Linked DNA regions of Sus scrofa: region 1 is linked to region 2. A link is a contact called in public Hi-C data. All regions are on one chromosome and are shown on one strand. Each heading gives the region's core, a stretch centred on a gene start, on an enhancer-like site or on the middle of the called end of the contact. The rest is flanking DNA. Distances are from core to core; before and after follow the strand shown.

Region 1 (5,202 bases), core at 1,668-4,167, 110 kb after region 2:
ACCAGAGCTCACAGCCACGCTGGATCCTTAACCCACTGAACAAGGCCTGGGATCGAACCTGTGTCCTCGGGGATGCTAGTCAGGTTTGTTAAACTGAGCCACAACGGGAACTCCAGGAAAGGCTTTTAAAAGGCCAAAGTCTCAGAGTCCCTAATAGCCTGGTGGGTTAAGGATCTGGTGGTGTTACTGCTGTGGCATGGGTTTGAACCCTGGCCTGGGAACTTCCTCATGTCACAAATGCAGCCAAAAAAATAAATAAATGAAAAATAAAATAAAAGGCCCATATCTGAGAGTTCCCATGTGGCTCAGTGAGTTAAGAACCTGAATAGTGAAGTTCCCATCATGGCTCAGCTGAAATGAATCTGACTATCATTCATGAGGTTGAAAGTTCGATCCCTGGCCTTAATCATCTGATTAAGGACCCGGCGTTGCTCTGAGCTTTGGTGTAGTTCAGAGACAGGGCTCAGATCTGGCCTTGCTGTGGCTGTTGTGTAGGTCAGCGGCTATAGCTGATTTGACCCCTAATCCAGGAACCTCCATATACTGCAGGTGCGGCCCTAAAAAGACAAAAAAAAAAAAAGAAAGAAAGAAAAAAAAAGGAATAAAAAGCATTCAAATTGGAACGGAAGAAGTAAAATTATTTCAATTTACACATAACATGATCTTATATATATATATAAAATCCTGAAGAATACACACACACACCACTAATAAATTAAACAAAGTTGCAAAATACAAGTTCAACATACTAAAGTCAATTGCATTCTTTTTTTTTTCTTTTTCTCATGGCATATGGAATTTCCCAGGCTAAGGGTCCAATCAGAGCTGCAGCTGCAGGTCTATGCCACAGTCATAGCAACAGGGGATCCGAGCTGCCTCTTCGAACTACACCACAGCCCATGGTAATGCAGGATCTTTAACCCACTGAACAAGGTCAGGAATGGAACACCCATGGATACTAATTGGGTTTGTTTCCACTGTGCCACAATGGGATCTCCTCAGTTTCATTTTTATAAACTATAAGCAATCCAAAAAGTGAAGTAAAGGTGTTCTCTTCTGGTACAGTGGGTTAATGATCTAGTGTTATGACTGTGGAGGCTCAGGTTACTGCTGTGGTGAAAGTTCACTCACTGGCTTAGGAACTTCCATAGGCTGTGAGTGCAGCCAGGAAACAAAACAAAACAAAACATACCCAAAACAAAAAATGAACTTGGGGAGTTCTCGTTGTGGCACAGTAGAAACGAATCCTACTAGGACCATGAGGTTTCATGTTCTATCCCTGGCCTCGCTCAGTGGGTTAAGGATCTGGTATTGCCGTGAGTTGTGGTGTAGGTTGCAGACGCGGCTTGGATCTGGGTTGCTGTGGCTCTGGCGTAGGCTGGCAGCAACAGCTCTGACTAGACCCCTAGCCTGGGAACTTCCATATGCCACAGGTGTGGCCCTAAAAGGACAAAAAGACCCCCCAAAAAAAGTTTCATTTACAGTAACATCCAAGAACAAAACAAGGATTTCCCATTGTGGTGCAGCATAAACGAATCCAACGATGATGTAGGTTCAGATCTCTGGCCTTGCTCAGTAGTTTGAGAATCCAGTGTTGTCATGAGCTGGTGTAGGTCCTGGATATGGCTTGGATCGTGCATTGCTGTGACTGTAGAGTAGGCTGGTAGCTGCAGCTGTGATTTGACCCCTCGCTAGGGAACTTCCATATGCTGTGGCTGCGGCCCTTAAAAAAAAAACAAAAAAAAAACAGCAAACAATACAAACAAAAACAAACAGTTGAGGAATTAAATGTACTTAAGGAGATGCAAGAGTTGAACTCAGGGAATTCCCATCCTTGCTCAGCAGTATCAAACCTGACTATGATCCATGAGGATTCAGGTTTGATCCGTGGCCTCACTCAGTGGGTTAATTATCCAGCATTGCATTGAGCTGTGGTGTAGGTTGCAGACTCGGTTTGGATCCCCTATTGCTGTGGCTGTGCCATAGGCTGTCAAATATAGGTCAAATTTGACCCCTAGCCTGGGAACTTCCATATGCCTCTGGTGCAGCCCTAAAAAGAGGGAAAAAAAGAGAAAAAAAAAAAAAAAAGAATGGAATTCCAAAATCTGCAATACATGCTGAAGGAAATTAAAGAAGACCTAAATAAATGGAAAGATATTCCATATTCATGGAATGGACACTTAATTTTGCTACTTGTGGGAATATAAACTGGTTTAGTCACTAAAAAAACAGGTTGGCAATTCCTCAGAAGGTTACGTAGAACATTACCATGTAACCCAGAATCCACTCCTAGGCATAAATCCTAGATAATTGAAAACAGGTGTACAAACAAAATGTGACCCTTCATAGCAACATTATTCACAACAGCCCCAAGGTGGAACCAACCCAAATGAACAAATGACAAATGGACAAATTGTGGTATTACCCATACAATGGAGCGAAGTACTGATGCGTGCTACAACATGAAACTTGGACATAATATCGTAAGTTATAAAAGCTAGATACACAAGGCCATATGTCAGTATGATTCTATTAATATGAAAAGTCTAAGATAGGCAAATCCATAGAGATAAATCCGATTAGTGGTTGCCTAGGGCTGCAGCGAGAAGGGATTAAGGAGTGACTGCTTCGTGGGTAGGGGTTTCTTTTAAGGTGGAGGGTGCATAATGTTATGACTCTGCTAAAAGACATTGAACTATACAATATAAAACACTTAAACGAGTGAATTATATGTGAAATCAATTTCATCTCAGTTTTTTTAAAAAGTTAGGATGTCAGGCTTATATGCATTTTTCAAAGATCTTGAATTATTTTTTTAAAAAAGACAAAAAAACACAAAATGGCGACAGGGTCATCGGATCACGTGACTGGCGGTTCTTCCCACTCGCAAAGCCTTTTCCTTTGAGCCTGCGCAGGGACACAGGCTCATTGTTACGCGAAGCCAAGGTAACCCTTCTTAGGCGCGCTCTAATTCTACCGGCGTAGCGAAAGCCGTGAGCGTATTGAAGTCGAGCTGGGGAACGCGCACGTAGAACGTACGCCCGTAAGTGCCGCTCCTCGGCGAGTTGGGTGGGGGAGAGGCGTGGAGGAAGACGGGGAAGTTGGCGCATGCGCCCAAAACTGACGGGTTTGAAATGGCTTCGGTCTTATCCGGGACTGGATTCAGGTGAAGCTCTGGTCGTCGCGACTGGAGCGGCGGGCGGCCCAACTGGGGTTTTAAAGCCCTAGCGGATCCGCGGAAGGGCCGAGCGCGACGGCTTTGGTAGCACGGCGTCCATAGGCCAGCGACGGTGGGGCTCTCGTGGGACTGGGACGGGAGGGGACACGGTCCCTTTTGTGCGGGTCGGAGCAGGCCCCGCGCGGCCGGCCCCTCCCCCACTGCCTCGCTTTTTTCCGGTGGCCCCTCAGGTGCCCCCGGCGAGCCTCAGCCTTGGCATGGAGGGCTTGAAGGGGCTGCTGACTGCAGTCTCTCGTTCCCAAGCTGCTGCGGCTTTAGCCTCCCGGCTTCAGGTCCGGGGCGCAGGGGCCGCTCGTGGTAGCACGGATTTGTGGGATGGAGGCCTTTTCCGCGTCTCCTTTCCTCGGGGGATGTTAAGGGGCTCAGAGCTCTCGCTATTCCCCTGTTGGCGTTTTGCTTCGTCTCGCGGGACGGAGGATTCCGCCTCCACTGGTCTGCGGCCCGTGAGGAGCTAGCGCTGGAGAAAGATGGATAGCAGTGCCCCGGCCTCTCGGAGGCGGAGGGGGGGATGGGGGCGCGGCCTGGGATCTTCGCCACTTCTGGCTTGATGGGAGGGGGAGGGGTCTTCGTTTTAGTGCTTTAAGGAGGCGTCCGTTATTTCAACTGTCTTTCCCATCGAGGGAAGGGAGGGTAAAGGGGCCCCCAGACCCTTCCCTAGTCTTGAAAGTAAGGAGACGTCCGTTATTTAAATGATATTCTTGAATACCTTTGTTCTGTGTCTCCGTCCCAATTTCCGTTATTGGTTTTGCCACTTTCAGTCCCCAGCTCTTGGCCAAAAGACACATGCAGGCTGTATTTCCTTGCGTAAAGCGGTGTTACTTCTTATTGCTAAGAATTGGGTAGATAGCAGCAGATGATCTTCTGTTTAAATGTGACAGTTTGTAGTCGCCGAAGGAAGTGCCTTTCTTGTAAGTTAGCTCCTCATGTCATCTATCAGATGCTTTTGGTCAACTTCTTGATGTAAAATGTTTTTACTGCGTATCGGACGTTTCATATGCCTCTTGCTATTTATATTTGGTCTAGGAAGATGTCCTTGAAAATTTAAACGTTTCCTTAATGCTTTTGTTGTATTTATAGTTTGGTTGAACTTTGAACTGTGTGGCTCCTTTCTTAATAGATCGCTGTTGTAGAAGACAAACAAGCGAAGGTTGCCCCCCTCTTTTATCATGGCTCAGTTTGGAGGACAGAAGAATCCGCCATGGGCTACTCAGTTTACAGCCACTGCAGTATCTCAGCCAGGTCAGGCTTCTGTATACACGTACTGTAAATGTGGGATTGGGGGACATGTTATAACTATATGAATTAGGCTCTGCGTAATGTTGTAAACAGTTCACAAATGCCTTACCTTTTTTAAAATTACTTAATGATTTTTATTTTTTTCCGTCACAGCTGCTTTACAGTGTTCTGTCAGTTTTCTACTGTATACCAGGGTGACCCAGTTGCACATACACATAAACATTCCTTTTTCTCACATTATCATGCTCCATCGTAGGTGACTAGATACACTTCCCAGTGCTATACAGCAGGAAAATGCTGTATTTTTTAAGCTTATGTATAAAGCTTCTTTTTAACAATTCATGGATCAACTAGTAAAGAAATCTGTTTTACACATTAGTTTGGAGAGTTATATATAGTTTTTCAAACATTAAATTGAATAATTTAAATTAGTTTATGTTAACAGTCACTCATTCATTAGTTTACCTCATATGGCATGTTAAGATGTCAGTATTCACAAGTTAAAGTAAGTGTATTAATCCATACTTGATGAAAAATTATACATGACTGTTTTTCAGTTATTTGAATTTAAAGTAGAAAAACCAAGCAAACACATAAATAGCTGTTAAAAAGGAGCAAATGAAATAAAAAAAAAAAAAAAAAAAAAAAAAAAAAAAAAAAAAAAAAAAAAAAAAAAAAAAAAAAAAAAAAAAAAATAAATAGCTGTAAAAGGAGCAAATGAATATTTA
Region 2 (5,214 bases), core at 1,853-4,352:
CAACTGCAATATTGTATCATTGCAATGGTTTCATGAGTATCCCATGAAGTGAAAATACTTGTTCATGGGGCTTTAAAAAAATGGACTTTTCACCACTGTGGATATTCAGTACACCTAACACTGATGCTGATTTTATTTTATTGAGGCAAATATATGGATCATGCAAGTAATAGACTGATTTAAAATATATAATCATGTCAACATATTATAGCTACTTTACTAAATATTGAGTAACCAACTGAGGAAAAAGTGATATTTTAAAAAATTATATTTAGCTATTTGAGGGGAAAGGCATAATCTATAATTGAAATGGAAGAAACATAGGGCTACTCTTGTATGCATTATTGATGGGAATGTAAAATGGTTAAAAAATGCTTTGGCTGCAGAAAATGTTTTGGTAGCTCCTCAAAATATTAAACAGGGAGTTCTCATTTTGGCTGAGTGGGTTATGAACCTGACATAGTGAGCCTTACTCTGTGGTTTAAGGATCTGGCATTGCCACGAGCTGTGGCATAGGTCATAGATGCTGCTCGGATCTGTCTGTGGCTATTGCTGTGGCCTAGGCCAGCAGCTGCAGCTTTGCTTCGACCCCTAGCCCAGGAACTTTCATTTGCCACAGGTGTGGCCACAAAAAGAAAAAAAAAAAAATTAAACAGATCTGTAATATGATCCGGCAATTCTTCTCCTAGGCATATACTCAAAAGAATTGAAGGCAAGGACTCCAGTAGATACTTATATACCCATGTTCAAGGCAGTATTATTCACAATGGTCAAAAAGTGGAAATGACCCAAAAGTACATCAACAGAAGAATGAATAACAAAATGTTGTGCATATACCCAATATTATTCTGCCTTAAAAAGGAAAGAGATTCTTACACATCTTATAGCATGGATAAACCTTGAAAACATTATGCTAAGTGAAATAAGCCAGACATAAAAGAACAAATAGGAATTCCCATTGTACTGCCACAGGTTAAGAACCCAACATAGCGTTCTTGAGGATGCTGGTTTGATCCCTGGCCTTGCTCAGTGGGGCAAGGATCTGGCATTGCCACAAGCTTCAGCGTTGGTTGCAGATGGCTATGGTGTAGGACAGCAGCTGCAGCGCCGATTCAGCCACTTGCCCCAGGAACTTCGATATGCCACAGGTGTGGCCAGAATGAGAAAAAAATAAAAGAACAAATAATGTATGATACTACTTCTATGAGATATCTAGAATAGGCAAATTTATACACGCAGAAAGTAGAACAGAAGTTAGCATGTGCTGGGAGAAGGTAAACTGTTTAATGGGCACAGAGTTTCTGTTTGGGATAATGAAAAGGCTTTTGAAATGGAAAGCAGTAATAGTTGCCCAACATCGTGGATGTACTTAATGCTACTAAATTTTACACTTAAACATGGTTGAAATGGCAAATTTAATGTCATGTGTATTTTAACATACATGCAAAAATCTCTACAGAGAAAAATGTAGGGTTAAAAGGTCTTGCATCCATTTTTCAAAACTTGTATTTGGTCCTGTTTTTCTACCTATTTCATGATTGCTTTATCCCCCGCAGAGAGCTTTTTAGTGTGGGTTCAGTGTACTTGAAGTTGCCATGGTGGATGTGGTGAGGTTAGGATCCACTGGTTTTGCATGTTTCTCACATTTGTTAAAAAGTTTGAGGGTGGGTGCATGAGGGAGAGGTAGTTTAAAGTGGGAAAACAATACATGTTGCACTTCCCATTCCAACAAGAGAAGCGTGCTTTTGTGGCAAACCGAAAGTCTGGGAATCAAGGGTGATGAAATACAGGCTTTCCGGCCCTCACTCTGTTCCTGATTTCTGGTTGTGGGAATCTGTTCTGAATCCAACTGCAAGTGGAAAACCTATCTTTGGCTGAGCAGCCAGAGAGGCCCTCTTGCCAATCCCCCAAATGTGCCGCTGAAACTCTGGCCCTGTGAGGATGTCTTCCCAAGATCTGTGCAGCTGTCAAGGTGGCTGTGATGGGACTGTGACTGGCCTCTGCACTGCATTTTGGCAGTGACCTTGAGACCTGCCAGCTCAAACAGCTGTCCTGGTTCTTCCTCCGCTGCCACTGTTGCATGTCCTGGAGACTGAAGGGAGGGAGCTAAACTCCTCTGGCTCTGTCATTCCCAGGGTCTGGCAAGTCCCAACTGTGGTGCCCGGCTCTCCCAGTGCCTACCACCCACTGGGCATGGGGGCCATCCAGGTGTGTGACTGTGGGTGGCTGCTTGTTTCGCCGCTGGCTCAGCTCCCCATCTCTGGGAAGTAAGTGGCTCTGTCTGACCATCAGCCTGTGCGCAGGCAGGCTCCACGTGGAAACCTGCTTGGCAGCTCTGTGGAGAGATGCTCAGTGACAATTGATGATCTTGGGAGACAGAGGAGCCAAAAGTGCCCCTTCTGCCCCAGAGGTCTAAGTCTGCCTTCTGGAAGGGATGGATTTCTTTGGGAGATGAAGGTCATCAGAAATGTCCAGAACAAGAGAAAGAAATGTTTTTGAAATCTCCAGCCACTCAGAGTGGCAAATGTATTTTGAAAACTCCTCCCCCCTCCTTGTCCTCAGCCTGTCCTTTTCCTTTTAAGTGGCCTTATTATTATTTTTTAATCCGCCTTTGTCACTGGACATTTATTGACAGAAATCAAATTGCTGTGTTTCTGGGCAAAGCGCCTGCTGCAAAGAGGTGTGGTTCCCGAGGAATGAGACACGCAGCCCAACAGCTGAGCCTACACTGTCCTCATATAACCTCCCTGCCTTAAATATCGCCAATATTTAGCCTTGCCTTATAAAGTAAAAATGCACAATACCTTCCAGAGTTTCAGCAAGCCCAAATGCCCCCCTCAGCTCGGTTATATCTCCTGTACGTTGGAGGCAGGGCCTCGCACCCCTCCCCCCACCCCGTGCAGACCTGCCCTCGGAGCCACCCAGAGGTTACTAATCAGGGAGACTCCGCCATCGATCCGATGGTGGAGACCTGGGGGATTTGTGTGCATTGTTTTTGCTGAAGCCTCCTGTGATTTCGGCGCGACCAGATCCTCTGCAGAGAACTCCATGTCGCAGCTTGTGGCTGCCTGTGTCCTGTGGTGAGAGCGGAGCTGCACAGGAGATCCTTTGTCTAGGAAGGCTAGGCAGAGATCACTTTGGAGTTTCTAAGCTCTGCATTGCCATTGGCTGCACTCTTTGTGGGGCTGTTTTTGCAAAAGGCATGCCCAGCACGTCTACAGTGCTGGCAGGCCAGGGCTGCCTTTAAACACCATGATAATAATACCAAAAAGCAGTTTGCAGAACTGTTCCACTGTAGAGGCTTCCTCTGCAGAAGCAAGCAAGATGGCTACCTCGTGGGCTTCGCTGTGAAGAATGCAGAGGCTAATTAAGACAGACTTTAAGGGGAAAAAAGGGTATTTCCCTACTTCATCTTTATGCAAGGCTTTTTTTCAGTGACTTTTAAAATATACATTTTACATAAGCTCTTTAGGTTCTGCCTAGCAAACATGTTGATGATTTTAGATGGTCTAAGTAGTTTTATAGAGAAATAGCCAAAAATTTTGGGGGGGTGGGAGCTAATTTTTTCTCTTAAACGGAGGCTCATTTTGCAATTTGATTTTTTTTAGGTTATAAAGGAAAACAAGAGGCCCCAGAGGGAAAAGAAGCCCAAAGTTTTAAAGGTAATCAGCTATTGATTAAATCATATTTATTTTTTTCCATTTCATATAGTATTTTTCTGTCACTTAGGGGTAAATTTGGAGTAGTGGATGTGAATTCTCCTGGATTTTCAGTAGATTAATGAATTTTTACTCAACTAAAGTGTTTTTTTTTCTCTCTCTCTCTCTTTTTTGATGTGCTGCATAATGTGCATATTAGCATCCTTTATTTTCAACTCCACACAAGTCTGCAGAAGGAAAACTTTATATGCAAAGTGTTGTGAATAAAATTTGTGGGTTTTTTGGTAGCTCCCTTTGTAGCATCTGCATTTGTGGTGCTGCACCAGTGTGTAAACTTAAGCTCTTAAGGAGAAAGACACTATTTAAAGTTGACAGCTATAATCCATTGTGATTTTAACAGACCTTCCATTAGATACTATTTTAAAATGTGTTATTTTTCTTTCCAAAGGAAAAGGTTCTTGGAGGTTTTAGTTCAACTTAAAATATGTAAGCCATTGAGATTTTACAGCCAAATTACAATTGCTTAATCTCATTATATCACCTTTAGTTTTGGCATTCAAGGAGCTCTAGGAATGTGCATATATTTTTTTATTTTCAGTAGTTTGCCTAATGAGTATTTAGTAGTTACTTAATTCAATTATAAGCTAGCCATTTGTGTCATGAGCTTTGTACAGTAGTTAAAAGGGTTAATTTAAAAGCATATGGCATTACTAAAAGTTCAAAGCTAGCTTTAGTTTAGCACATAGGTGTTAAAGGTTTCAAGTTGTATATTGCTATTATAAATGGAAGCAACCTGAGCAAGCAACCTTTTTAATTCAAGAAGACACATTAAGCAATAAAATGATTGGTCTTTAAAATTATATTGTTTCTATATAAATTAAAAATATTTTAATCTTAGCTTTTCTTTTGCAAATAAAGTTTTGGCACTCAGAGAGGAACAACATGTTTGAACTATAGATGTAGCACAGTTTTTAATCTCATTTGTTTCCTCAGTTGTGCACCTTGAAAATGTTATTGACATGCATAACCAAACCCTGCATTGCTTTGTAATTTGTCTGACCACTTTGAGTTTCTGTTTCCTGTGTGCACACAGCATTGCCATGTACATTTTTTTTTATCAACCAACAAGTATTTATTTAATATTTACCACATAGTCATCAGTGTGCTAGGCACTGTGAAATGAATGAAATTGCTTGGCACTAATTCTTACTGGGCCTGGACAAATAGAATACTGGTTATTTTCAAGGTAAATTATACCCTTCTCTGTTTTTCTTCTGCATATTGAAACCACCCCCCCCTTTTAATTCCTTCCCATCCCCCAATTATAGAAGAATATCATTAAAATCTCTAATTATATTTCTTAATCTCTTTTTACACTCTCTGTGCTGGGTGTATCCATCTCAATCATTTTGTCTTGAAATCTTCAAGTGGGAAATAGTTTTAGTCCTGAACTTATAAATGGCTCTCAAATTTGGGAGAATGGGGGTAGGAAGCAGGCATAGGAGAAAAGATCAGCGACTGCATAAATAAACTAATATGGGCTAAACTTGGTAGC

The links. A called contact is a pair of places that touch in the nucleus more often than the background predicts.
Region 1: a Hi-C map of skeletal muscle shows a contact between it and region 2, with 4 times the contacts expected there. The contact joins the promoter of CCAR1 here to the enhancer-like site in region 2. A contact is called at or near these places in 6 of 47 Hi-C or Micro-C datasets (brain, embryonic fibroblasts, epiblast stem cells and 2 more) and 1 of 2 datasets of contacts at active chromatin or transcription factors (skeletal muscle).

What each region holds. Positions count from the first base shown.
Region 1 is chr14:71,824,592-71,829,793 of Sscrofa11.1, forward strand. CCAR1 (cell division cycle and apoptosis regulator protein 1) reads left to right here and starts at 2,918. Exons shown (of 25, transcript XM_021072498.1): 1 at 2,918-3,043; 2 at 4,356-4,477. The coding sequence starts at 4,405.
Region 2 is chr14:71,710,044-71,715,257 of Sscrofa11.1, forward strand. The region is part of intron 1 of TET1 (tet methylcytosine dioxygenase 1); the gene reads left to right. Among named protein-coding and RNA genes, the nearest start is that of TET1, 37 kb to the left of the region's middle. Within about 2 kb of position 3,103, at least 72 of the 83 cell types and tissues checked have an H3K27ac peak or open chromatin away from gene starts, as enhancers often do. A contact at or near this core is called in brain, embryonic fibroblasts, epiblast stem cells and 1 more, where this site is marked.